Linked DNA regions of Danio rerio: region 2 is linked to region 1. A link is a contact called in public Hi-C data. All regions are on one chromosome and are shown on one strand. The core of a region is the stretch at or near the end of the contact, and the rest is flanking DNA. Distances in the headings are between cores, read along the strand shown.

Evidence for each region. A called contact is a pair of places that touch in the nucleus more often than the background predicts.
Region 2: a Hi-C map of embryo shows a contact between it and region 1, with 1.6 times the contacts expected there. The contact joins two enhancer-like sites. A contact is called at or near these places in 7 of 18 Hi-C or Micro-C datasets (caudal fin, embryo, fibroblasts and 3 more) and 1 of 4 datasets of contacts at active chromatin or transcription factors (caudal fin).

What each region holds. Positions count from the first base shown.
Region 1 is chr15:23,839,681-23,845,295 of GRCz12tu, forward strand. All of the region lies in intron 3 of LOC101886227 (ovostatin), which reads left to right. Among named protein-coding and RNA genes, the nearest start is that of mir100-1, 59 kb to the right of the region's middle. Within about 2 kb of position 3,326, at least 15 of the 62 cell types and tissues checked have an H3K27ac peak or open chromatin away from gene starts, as enhancers often do.
Region 2 is chr15:23,956,249-23,961,863 of GRCz12tu, forward strand. The region is part of intron 3 of LOC101886227 (ovostatin); the gene reads left to right. Among named protein-coding and RNA genes, the nearest start is that of mir125b-1, 47 kb to the left of the region's middle. Within about 2 kb of position 2,478, at least 13 of the 62 cell types and tissues checked have an H3K27ac peak or open chromatin away from gene starts, as enhancers often do.

The sequences.
Region 1 (5,615 bases), core at 2,076-4,575:
ACACATTAAAAAAAAAAAAAAACTTCCGGAAACTAAATGAGAGCAGACTAATAGTAGCGGGCTGGGACAGGGCGGTACTCTAGGACTCTTAATTAAAGCACTTGCAGCTAGCAAATAGGGCGGGGAGTGAGTAGTTAGTGGGGGGCTGAGATAACAGAGAGGAATTTCACCTGAACAAAGACGCTGGTTGTTCTTGGCTCCCATCTGGGGCTTGATCTACACATGCTGTAATTTTCCTGACTAAAAAAAATCTGTCCAGAACTTGGACATTTGACTTGGTCAGCACAGCATCGCATGAATTGCACCATGTCCCTCTCCGCCTTTTATCTAAACGTCGGCTGTTGATATTAACAAGGATTGCGTTTATTTATGCGGACCATCCTGATAGCATGTTATTGAAATACACATAATAATAGCAGGACTTTGAAACGGCATATTATTTTCATCTATCATCCACTATAATCACAAGCAGCGCGTCCTGGTGTAGTCTGATTAAACATTGTTAAATAAAACCACAGGGTGGGGATGCTGTGAACTGCTCTGCCGCCTGTTGGTAGTTGAAGCATAATGTGGTTATTGAGGGAGTTTTGGGAGTTGATACATAAGTCACTTATTATGCCTTTTCACCTCCCATGACCCAGAGTCATAAACAATGTTAACAATATATAAAGGTAAATATTGTGGAGCTACATGTCATAATATCATTTGATTTTCATAACTTATGGAGGCAGGGTTTAATTTACTGCTGGAGAGTAAGTTTCATGGCTGAATTTATGTGCAATTCAATCAAATAATAATAATAAATAAATAATCATATGTTTATTATTAATGTTATTATTATTCATTCATATTAATATTTTAACTTTTACTTTACCTCTTTCATTTTTAAAAAAGGTTTTATGTATCAAAAGTTAGAATAACAGTGCTTCATTTTAATTATGCGTTATATTTTAGTAATTTTTGACCAAAGTATTATGTTTTGGTTCTTTTTTTTGTTAAGATTGATCCTCCACCATTAGCAATTGCTTTTTCTAAATCCTAATATATTGCTTGTTTTTTGTTTCTTAAAAAATAAACACTTCTATGTACACTATACTATACCAAATACTATACTACACTCTCAGAAATAAAGGTATGTGAGCTGTCACTGGGGTGGTAGGTACAGATTTGTACCTAAAAGATCCATAATAATATCTATTGGTACCTGAAAAGTACAAAAGTCTACCTCCTAAAATTTGTAGGTACTAATATATACTTTGGAGGTACAAATATGGACCCTTTAAGTACAAATTTCAACCTTTTGAAAAGGTACCACCCCAATGTCAGCTTGCGTACCTTTATTTCTGAGAGTTTATACTATACTATACTATACTACACTATACTATACTATACTACACCACACTATACTTTACTATACTACACTATACTATACTATACAGTACTACCCTCTTGTGGGGATTTGACTAGTTTATTTTGTCCTCGTTTGTAGGCTACTTCAGAGAATAGCATCTGCTAAGTTAATAAATGTGAGTTAAACTAAGGATTTTGGTGTGAAACACAAACATGATCACAATCTGAAAAAAAATAAATTATCCTAATAAAATAGTCAATAAAAAAATCAATTTCTTAACAATACGCTTTAATAAACGTTTCTTAAGCTTACCAAGGCTGCTTTTATTTGATAAAAAAATACATTAAATGGTAATATTGTGAAACAAACAATTAACATTTTTTAATATACATTATTGTTTTCCCTGTGATTGTCTGTGGAAACACTTCAGAAACATCTTATCATGCTGTATATGATGAAAATAGTTATTTATTGAAAACAATTTAACACATATTTGATGAATTAAATTACTTTTTTCTTGAAAAATTTAAATAAATAAAATAACTAAATCTAGTTGACCTCAAACTTTCAAACAGTAGCATAATCTCCCCCTTCAGTAATCTGCTGTTGGATCACTGAATCAATGAGTCAAAGCATGAATGAGTCCTTAAAACCGGTTTTCTGAAGTGGATTAATGTTTTCATTGAAAAAAATGATTCAGAAGAAAGATTTTCTGATGAATCAGACATTGTGTCTTCCTCATGAATTAATCCACCCAGTTATCTTGATTTCAGTTAATATTGAAACTTAAGAACACTAAGTATATATACATACTTATTTATCTATCTGTTTTATACATTTTTTTATTTTTCTTTGATCATAATTTGTGCAGTTATTGTGATCAATTCACCCAAAACTGAACATGCTCATCATTTAATCATCGTTGACTTGTCACAAGCTGTTTTTCTTTGGTCTGTGGAACACAAAAGAAGTTATCTTTAAAATCATTGCAACCGGTAACCATTGACTTTCATTATTTTGTCTATTGTGGAAGTCAATGGTTACAGGTTTCTAACATTTTTCAAAATATCTACTTTTGTGATCAACATAAAAAAGAACACATAGAAGAATCTCTTTTAGTCCCATGACTGCATGTAAAAGAGCAACGGTTACACTTTTTGAAACATCTTCCCGTGTGTTCCAGAGTTAAAAGACAGCCGTTCAGATTTGGACCAACAAGAGAGTGATTAAATGATGACAGAATATTCATTTTAGGAAGACGGTGACTTTAAAGTAAACTCATTAGTGTAACCCTATGGCCCTTCCTCTAATGCGGTACTTGGACTGAAGTCACTGTTTGATGGCAAAGTGCAGTCAATGGGAACTTTGTGAGGAAGACTGATGGTGTGGCGAAGATAAACAGATGGCTGCAAATATCGGCTGCTAAATTATTCATCAGGGCTCCAGCTTTTGGGTAGCGACAGAGTGATAGAGTTTACTGGGATGATGAAAGAGATGGAGCAAAGGAGAAAGAGAAAATAAAGAGAGTAACACCGGCGCACACATAATAGCTCCGCATCGAGTTTGCAGAAGTGCCACCGCCTCATTGAAGCTCGGCCGTTATTCACGTCGGTTCTGAATGTTGATGTTGTTGTTGAAATATTATCCTTCGATGTTTCCCAGATGCTGTTTTGGTCTGAGGTGCTGTCAAACATCTCTCTGATCGTGATTTGCTGCAGTGCTGCATAAAGGCCTGTCGAAAGGAGGTTAGCATAGCATTAGCGCTGCTTATGTCTACATGCTTATTAGATGCGAGCGTTTACACGGCTGCTGATTTAACAGCACTCTGACACATGATGTATGCACTAGCGAACATCATTGGCATCTCTTATACACATTTACACAGACAAATCTCACACACGCGCGCACACACTTTGCTCTGCTGTGCGTTTAGGACTCCGGGGAAATAGAGCAGAGAGGAAACTACGTGCCTTCACCGAACACTGGCTGTCTGGTGTCATGGCAACCGGTGCGGATTTACCCCACCCTCCTCCATCAGCCTCAGAGGAAGAGCAGGAGGAGGATGGAGAGATAGAGAGTCAGGACAGCCTGAGACTGGGGCTCAGTGCTTTTAGTGTTAATGACATTGGATTGTATCATCATATATGTATAAATATTCATATTATAATAAAATATATATTTGTTATTATATACAGTGGTCAGCATAACTGAGTAAACTCCATTTTGAAAATGAATATTTGTATACATTTCTCAGTGAATATAGGCAATGTATTTTGGTGCATTTAAACAAATCAGATTTAATAAGCAGATATATTTATTAAAATCATATTTTAGTCACCAAACATATTTAGAAATTAAAAGATAATACAATTAAATTCAAGCTAAATATTGCAAAAAAAAATTTGCAACCTACAAAATTTAAAATAAATAAATAAAAAAATACTTTTTTTTTTGCTTCTCTTAATTTTTCCTCTTTTTAAAAATTGTATTTACTATTGTTTATAACATATACATTTGAGTGTATTAGTTTTTGGACCGTTAACGTAAGTTATTTTGTTAGATAATATAGTATACAATAAGTATATGAACCGAGCAAAGCTAAATAAAAAGAAAAGCGAGTCAGTTGGCAAAAGGCACAGTCATTGCACTTACTGCACTGCAGACCAATACTAGGCATCAGTAAAACTTCTTCTGTATAACAGCGCAGCTAATGACAACTGGCTCCAGCACTCGTTCACTTTATAGTCAAATAATAATATAAGAAAACTAAAGTAGTTTCCTTAAACTGTAGATTGTCAGGGGAAAGATTTTCTGATGAATCAGACATTGTTTCTTTCTCATCAATGAATCCACCCAGATATCATGATTTTAGTTCAGTTTCAGTTCAAATTGAGGCTATGAGTAAAGAACACTCAGAATATCAACTTTTGGTCCATATTAGTGCAGTTGTGACCCAAAACTGAATTTTCTGTCATCATTCCTCTTTTGTCTGTTTTTTAAAAAAGAAAATCATTGACCTTTGACTTCCATAGTATTTATGTTTCCTAAGTTGATGGTTACATGTAGTCTTGCATGTCTTTATTTCAACACCGCTCATTTACATGTAAATGAAATATTTAAATTTGTGATTTATCTAGATTAATCAAAGATTAATCAAAGTGATTGCAATTTAATACAATAAAAACATTTAATTCAAATAACATATACAGTTGAAGTCAGAATTATTAGCCCCCTGAATAATTAGCCTCCCTGAATTATTAGCCCCATGTTTTTCCCCCAAATTTCTGTTTAACGGAGAGATTTTTTTTACCACGTTTCTAAACATAATAGTTTTAATAACTAATTTCTAATATCTGATTTATTTTATCTTTGTCATGATGACAGTAAATAATATTTTACTAGATTTTTTCAAAACACTTCCATACAGCTTAAAGCGACATTTTAAGGCATTTTAAGGCTTAACTAGGTTAATTAGGTTACTAGGCAGGATATGGTAAGTTATTGTATATCGATAGTTTGTTCTGTAGACTATCGAAAAAATATAGCTTGAAGGGGCTTATAATTTTGACCTTAAAATGGATTTTTTAAATATTAAAAACTGCTTTTATTCTAGATAAAATAAAGCAAATAAGACTTTCTCCAGAAGAAAAAAATATTATAGGAAATACCGTGAAAATGTCCTTACTCTTTTAAATATAATTTGTTAAATATTTAAAAAAGAAAAAAAAAACAGTAGGGCGCTAATAATTCTGACTTCAATTGTATATATACAGGTCTATATAAACATGAGCATATTGACAACATAAAAATGTGCCACAGTCTAACAACAATATCATTTGTATGATATGTATATTTGCTAATTTGTTTAATATTAACCTTCCCTAAAGAGACTAATTGGCACATGATTGGTTTTCGGCACAAGTCTATTCTTGGTTTCGTTTTGGAGACCGCCAATCAGAGATCATTCTTGATATTCAGTTGTGGCCTGTATTTATTTTTAATGTATTTGATTGCCATAAAGGTGTCCGAAAATTTAACCTGGTGGTTTAAAATTTATCTGCTGCCACTGATGCTATTCCGTATTTTTAATCTAACATAAACACACCATTTCTATGAAGAATAATTGAAAGGCTGATGGCTTTTAATTTGCATGTTCTTGCTTTTTTATGTAACTATTAACTACTATTTTTATATTCTATGGGTTATGGATAAAATAAACAAAAATATGGTTCATAAAGTTTATTTGACTTTTGGAAATCACCAA
Region 2 (5,615 bases), core at 1,228-3,727, 120 kb after region 1:
AGTGTATGGGTGTTTCCCAGTATTAAGTTGTGGCCGGAAAGACATCTGCTGCATAAAACATATGTTGGAATAGTTGGAGGTTCATTCCGCTGTGGCAAACCCTAATGAATAAAGGGGCTAAGCTGAAAGAAAATGAATTTATGAAATTAGTCGTAGTGTATGAGTGTGTGTGTGAATGAGTGAGTGTATGGCTGTTTTCCAGTGATGGGTTGCAGCTGGATGGGCATCTGCTGTGTAAAACATATGCTGAATTAGTTAGTGGTTTATTCTGCTGTGGTGACCCTAGATTAATAAAAGGACTAAGCCGAAAAGAAAATGAAGGAATGAGTTAATTGGTGGTTCATTCTGCTGTGGCAACTTCTGAAATAGAAACTATTTCTCGAAGGAAAATGAAAGAATGAATGAATGATTTACCTTAGGTTCTGGTTCATTATGCATGTGTGCTAATCAAACACAGTAGTTTTTAAAAATAGCAATTCTGAAGCTCTTTAATATGGCATGACAGAGGGCTGTGTAGTGAACGCCATCAATTATTCTCCTTTACTACTAGTTGTAACACCAAACAAACCCTTTAAAAAATAGATATTTTTCACTGTGGTCAGTACCTCTAACATCCCTGGAAATGTTTAATTGCATAAAATGTTGTTTCTAGTGGAAAAGAGTTTTTAGATTATTCATTTATTCATTTTCTTTCAGCTTAGTCCCTTTATTAATATGGGGTCGCCACAGCGGAATGAACCACCAACTTATCCAGCATTCCTTTATACCAAGCGAATGCCATTCTAGCCCCAACCCAGAACTGGGAAACACCCATACACCCATTCACACGCACACATACACTACCTATAGCCCATGCTTTTGGACTGTGGGGGAAACCAGAGCACCCAGAGGAAACCCACACAAACACGGGGAGAACATGCAAACTCCACACAGAAATGTCAACTGACCCAGTCGGGCTTAAACTAGTGATCTTCTTGCCGTGAGGCGACAGCGCTACCCACTGCGCCATGGCACTGTCCTTGGGTTTTTAGATTGATGGATTTTATTTCTAGAGATAAAAAAGGGATAGTAAGGGAAGAGTGTGATAAAGGGGAATGGAGGTAAGATGATAAACAGTCAACAGGTAGGTAGGTAGTTCGGGCATCTTACGATGATGCCCAGAGACTCAGAGTGGGGGTACCATCTCTGTAATATTTTGGTTTAACCCCTGACCTAGGAGGGAAGAAAGGGTTATAAGAATTGTTAATGGGAAGCAAGGAAATAGAGGGAGGGAGGGTTCGAGAGAACGAGAACAACAGTGCTAGAGGGCTGGTCTGCCTTAAATACGTTTTAGGGAGTAGGTGATTGTTTGAGGCAAAGTGAGGCATGGTCCTGCTGCTGAACCTTTGTTAACAAGCAGTTTAGATGCAAAATCCTCTAAGTGCCATCTGAAATTTCCATAGAAAAATAAGCATTATTTTCAGCCTCTATTGTTTATGTTGAGTTATTTCACCTTGAAGCTGGACCCTACACACTGGACCCTGATGAAAATGCTGATTTTTAGAAGAACATTTCAAATGGCATTTACAGGTTTTTGCATCTGAACTTTTCAAGTTAACTCCAATAAGTGTAAAGTTTTTTGTTGAACAACCGTTCAGTCAAAATGTCATTGTGGTATCATAAATAGTTCTTAAGGAATCACTGAAAACCCCTTTTTGGAATCTTTATTTTTAAGAGTGAATGTGTAAGAACATCTTACATCTCATATAATTGCTCAGTCAGTGTTTCGACTATGGAAGGATATCAGTAAAACAGGTTTCCTTTCTACTTTAATTTAAAACCAGGAAATATATAGAAATGTCATTTTTGTGCAGCTTTTTTTTGGTTTGAGTTGGTTTAATCTAGCCGTTCCAATCTCATCATTTCATTTCCTACTGAAAACCACTTAAGCTTTACATGTAAAACCATATTTAAACAAGCTGGAAACATTTTATTCTCAAAGTCTCATGTAAAAAATATGGACGTGTTGATGTGATCACATTGGTCTCGCTGAAAAATGTTCCAAAACCATGCATTTGACATATTTCAGAAGTTTTTCACATGTTTTAGGAATGATTAAGTTTAGATTTCCTTTCAAAGGTCTTCCATTCCCAGCAGGTAAAAGACCACAGACAGATGTCCGTTGGAGCGAGACTTCCCAGTAGTCTGAGGTGGGGGGCGTCACTGCTCGGTGTGCTTAGCAAGCGAGATGGCGCGCACCTTTATCATGTTTCCGTCCGGCTCCAGGTCTTTGTGTGGGACGTTAAGAGCCCGAGTCTAGAATGCCAAACTGTGTTCTTAACAGTCAGCTATCTGTCTCTCCGATCTGTGGCCTAGATGCGAGCACCATTGCTACCTGTTCGAAACAAGGAGAAAAGAGGGGGGAAGAGAGAGGCAGAGCGCAAGGACAAAGCTGGGAGCGGAGCAGCAGAACACAGTGTCTGTTGTGTACGGGTGCAGGCTTGGCACAAACAGAGGCTTTTCTGTAAAACTATCCCGCTCCTCCCAGGCCTCTGACTGGGCTCTCAATACTGCCTTTGTCCTTCCACATCACCGGTGACATTGAGAAGCCGAATCTAGCAACACCTGGCCCCTCGCAGACTCTCTAGCGCACGCAGTTCCGCGCGTTCACGTTAAAGAAAAGACGTATGGAGTTTATTTTGTTAACACAGGCACAGAATCCAGCTCTGAAAAGTCTCTCATTTTCCTTAAGCTATCTTTGCCGTCTCATCTTAAAGGCAGGAGATGCTGCATAATTGATGAGCAACTCTTTTTAAATCTATTAAAAGCCATGATTCCAGTATTTCGAGGGAGTCCCAATTCAAATCAAATATTCCTTGCCGTCACAAGGTTGGCCGATGAGACACTTTGCAATTGCGCTGAAAGTATACTTGCATATTGAATGTCTTATGTCCTTCACGCCATGCTATGAATTCATTTCTTTATTTCAGTAAAGTCGCAGAAGACCAAGGACAAACTAAATTCAATTACATTTTATCAAGGTGCGGCTTTTCACAACAGATATTGTAAAACGATTTTTTTTATGGTGTGCCAGGAATGGGTACAACACCAAGGCCAAGAACGTGAGTTATAGTCCAAGGATGCCTGGAAGAAAAAAAATAGTAATAAAACATCTCTCTTTTCTTTTTTTCTTTATTTAGAACAGCAACACATGCCACAAAACGAAACAGATACCTTCAGGTTTTTCTCAAAAATGACTGAGGGAATTCAGTGGAATGTGGTGCAATGCCAGATGTTCTGCATTCCTGAAAGCATTGCATCAGATATTCACATATTTACATAATACCTGCACTCTTGATCTTAATATAACAGATGACTGAATGACTAATGCATTTGAAATACAGTCTGAATATTCATTGTGCTAATTAATAAAAGGGCATTTTTAACCTATAGCTTCATAAACTAAAACAGCTGCTGTGCGAATGCTGAAATTCTCAACCCCAAAAAGCTTTGTCGACCAATTTCTTTGTTGTCAGGTTGGGAAGGCTGCAGGAGGACGGGGAGAGTTAACAGGCGTTTTTGCTGTGCAATGTGATCTGTTGAAGGCGGAGGGGAGGAAAGATAAAAGGAAACAGAAGCGCTGTTGGAGTCGGTCTACAGGAAGAGGCTGATTAGAGGTGAGCTGCAGCGGCACATTGGTGGACGAAGCAGCCAATCACAAGAGCCAATCTCACTTTACTCCTGTTCAACACAATCCTGTGCTTAATTACAGTAGGAATATATACTTGCCATGTAGCTAATGTCATATGTGTCGTGTTCAGGCATTTTAGGCCAGGCACTCAGTGCATTTATTATTAATGGGTTTAATGGCTCACTGGGGTTCTTGTGATGTGCATGCTCATGAACATTATTAAAGCAAACACACGTGTTCGGGAATGTACTTTATTGAACTGTGAAGGAATCTATACCTCACAGTTTTGACAGGGCTTTTTAAACTATTGGCAGTTCAACTAAGTCACATGGTTTTACTTTTGATATGTTAGGGTTATGTTTAAGAACTATTATCATGTTTTCAAATTACTGGTTTATTTTAAAACACAAAACCAATTCTTATATTGCATGGGTGTTTTTTTGGCAATACATTCTATGTCGAATATTAAGTAAAGATCATGTTCAGTGAAAATATTTTGTAAATTTCCTTGTGTAAATATATCAAAATTTAATATTAGTAATATGTCTTGTTAAGTTCTTAATTTGGACAACTTTAAATTGAATTTTCTCAGTATTTAGATTTTTTTAACCCACAGATACATAGATTTTCATATATGTGTCTATTGTAGTATTCTAACAAACCATTGTATAAATCTCAATTTCAGAAAATTGATTCTTATGACTGTTTTTGTGATCCAGGGTCACATTTATGCAAATATTTTATTACTTAAAGGTGCAGTATGTAAGTTTGACACCCAGTGGTTGAACTAGGTAGTGCATTCTTCGAACAAAACACAAGCAAGCATAGGTTGCCAGATTAAAGACCAACAGAAGTGAGCCTGTTTTCAGGCTAATTTATATTGTGTTCTAAATAAAAGGAATATGTTACTATTAAAAGGAGTTTTTGTCCTAACCAACACCTGGAATTTATATTTTAGAAACGGTTTCTATTTTTGCAGCCAAACAACAGAAAACTGGCAATGATCACCTTAAAGAGCCCATATTATACATGAAATAGGGTCATATCTTGGTTGTAAGGGTCTCCAACAACAGTCTAATATGCATGCAAGGTCAAAAAACACTTTCATGGTCTTATAATCTGCATTTATTTTTACCTAATTATCCCAGCGACTCCTGTATGAATCGTTCAGTGATTCATTTGTTCCCAAACCCCTCCTTAGCGCGAAGCTAATCTGCGCTGATTGGACCGATGACAGTCTGTCGCGATTGGTCGACTGCCTTCAGTCAGAGAGTGAAATGGCCAATAGCTAATCAGCAATTTAAAAAGTAATCACAGTTCATACACGCTAGATAGTGTAGGCGTGGATTTTAGCTGCCACACAAACACACACACACACACACACCTCCGGACGAGAACGCTCCCGCTTCCGCCCGCACCCGCCAGGTTTTAGCCTTAGAACCCGCCCCATATTCTGCCCGCCGCGCCCGATCCCGCTAAAGAGCGGGGGAGAACAAAACCGAAAATCTGTATAAACACACACACAGCACCAAGCATAAAGCTCTCGCTCGCTCGCTCGCTCGCTCTCTCTCTCTCTCTCTCTCTCTCTCTCTCTCTCTCTCTCTCTCTCTCATACGCGCGCGTGCGCACTAACACACAAGCACCAAGCAGACACATCTTTCTCTTTCTCAGGCAGCCCGCTCCCGTCCCAAATCAAACCCGTTACCGACCGCTCCGGCGATTTATTCGGAAATTTATTCCCGCGCCGCAGAAATCTGGCGCGGGGACAGCCGCGGGTATGCACACCTCTAACGTTACCACGGAGCTCCATAAACAAAGCACCACGCGTCGCGTTTTTAACGTGACTTTGCACGCGATAAGAGAATATAGCCAGTTAACCTGATACAGTACACTCGGTTACAAGTAACAAATCACAACTAAATACATTTGCAAGCTAGAGTCAACG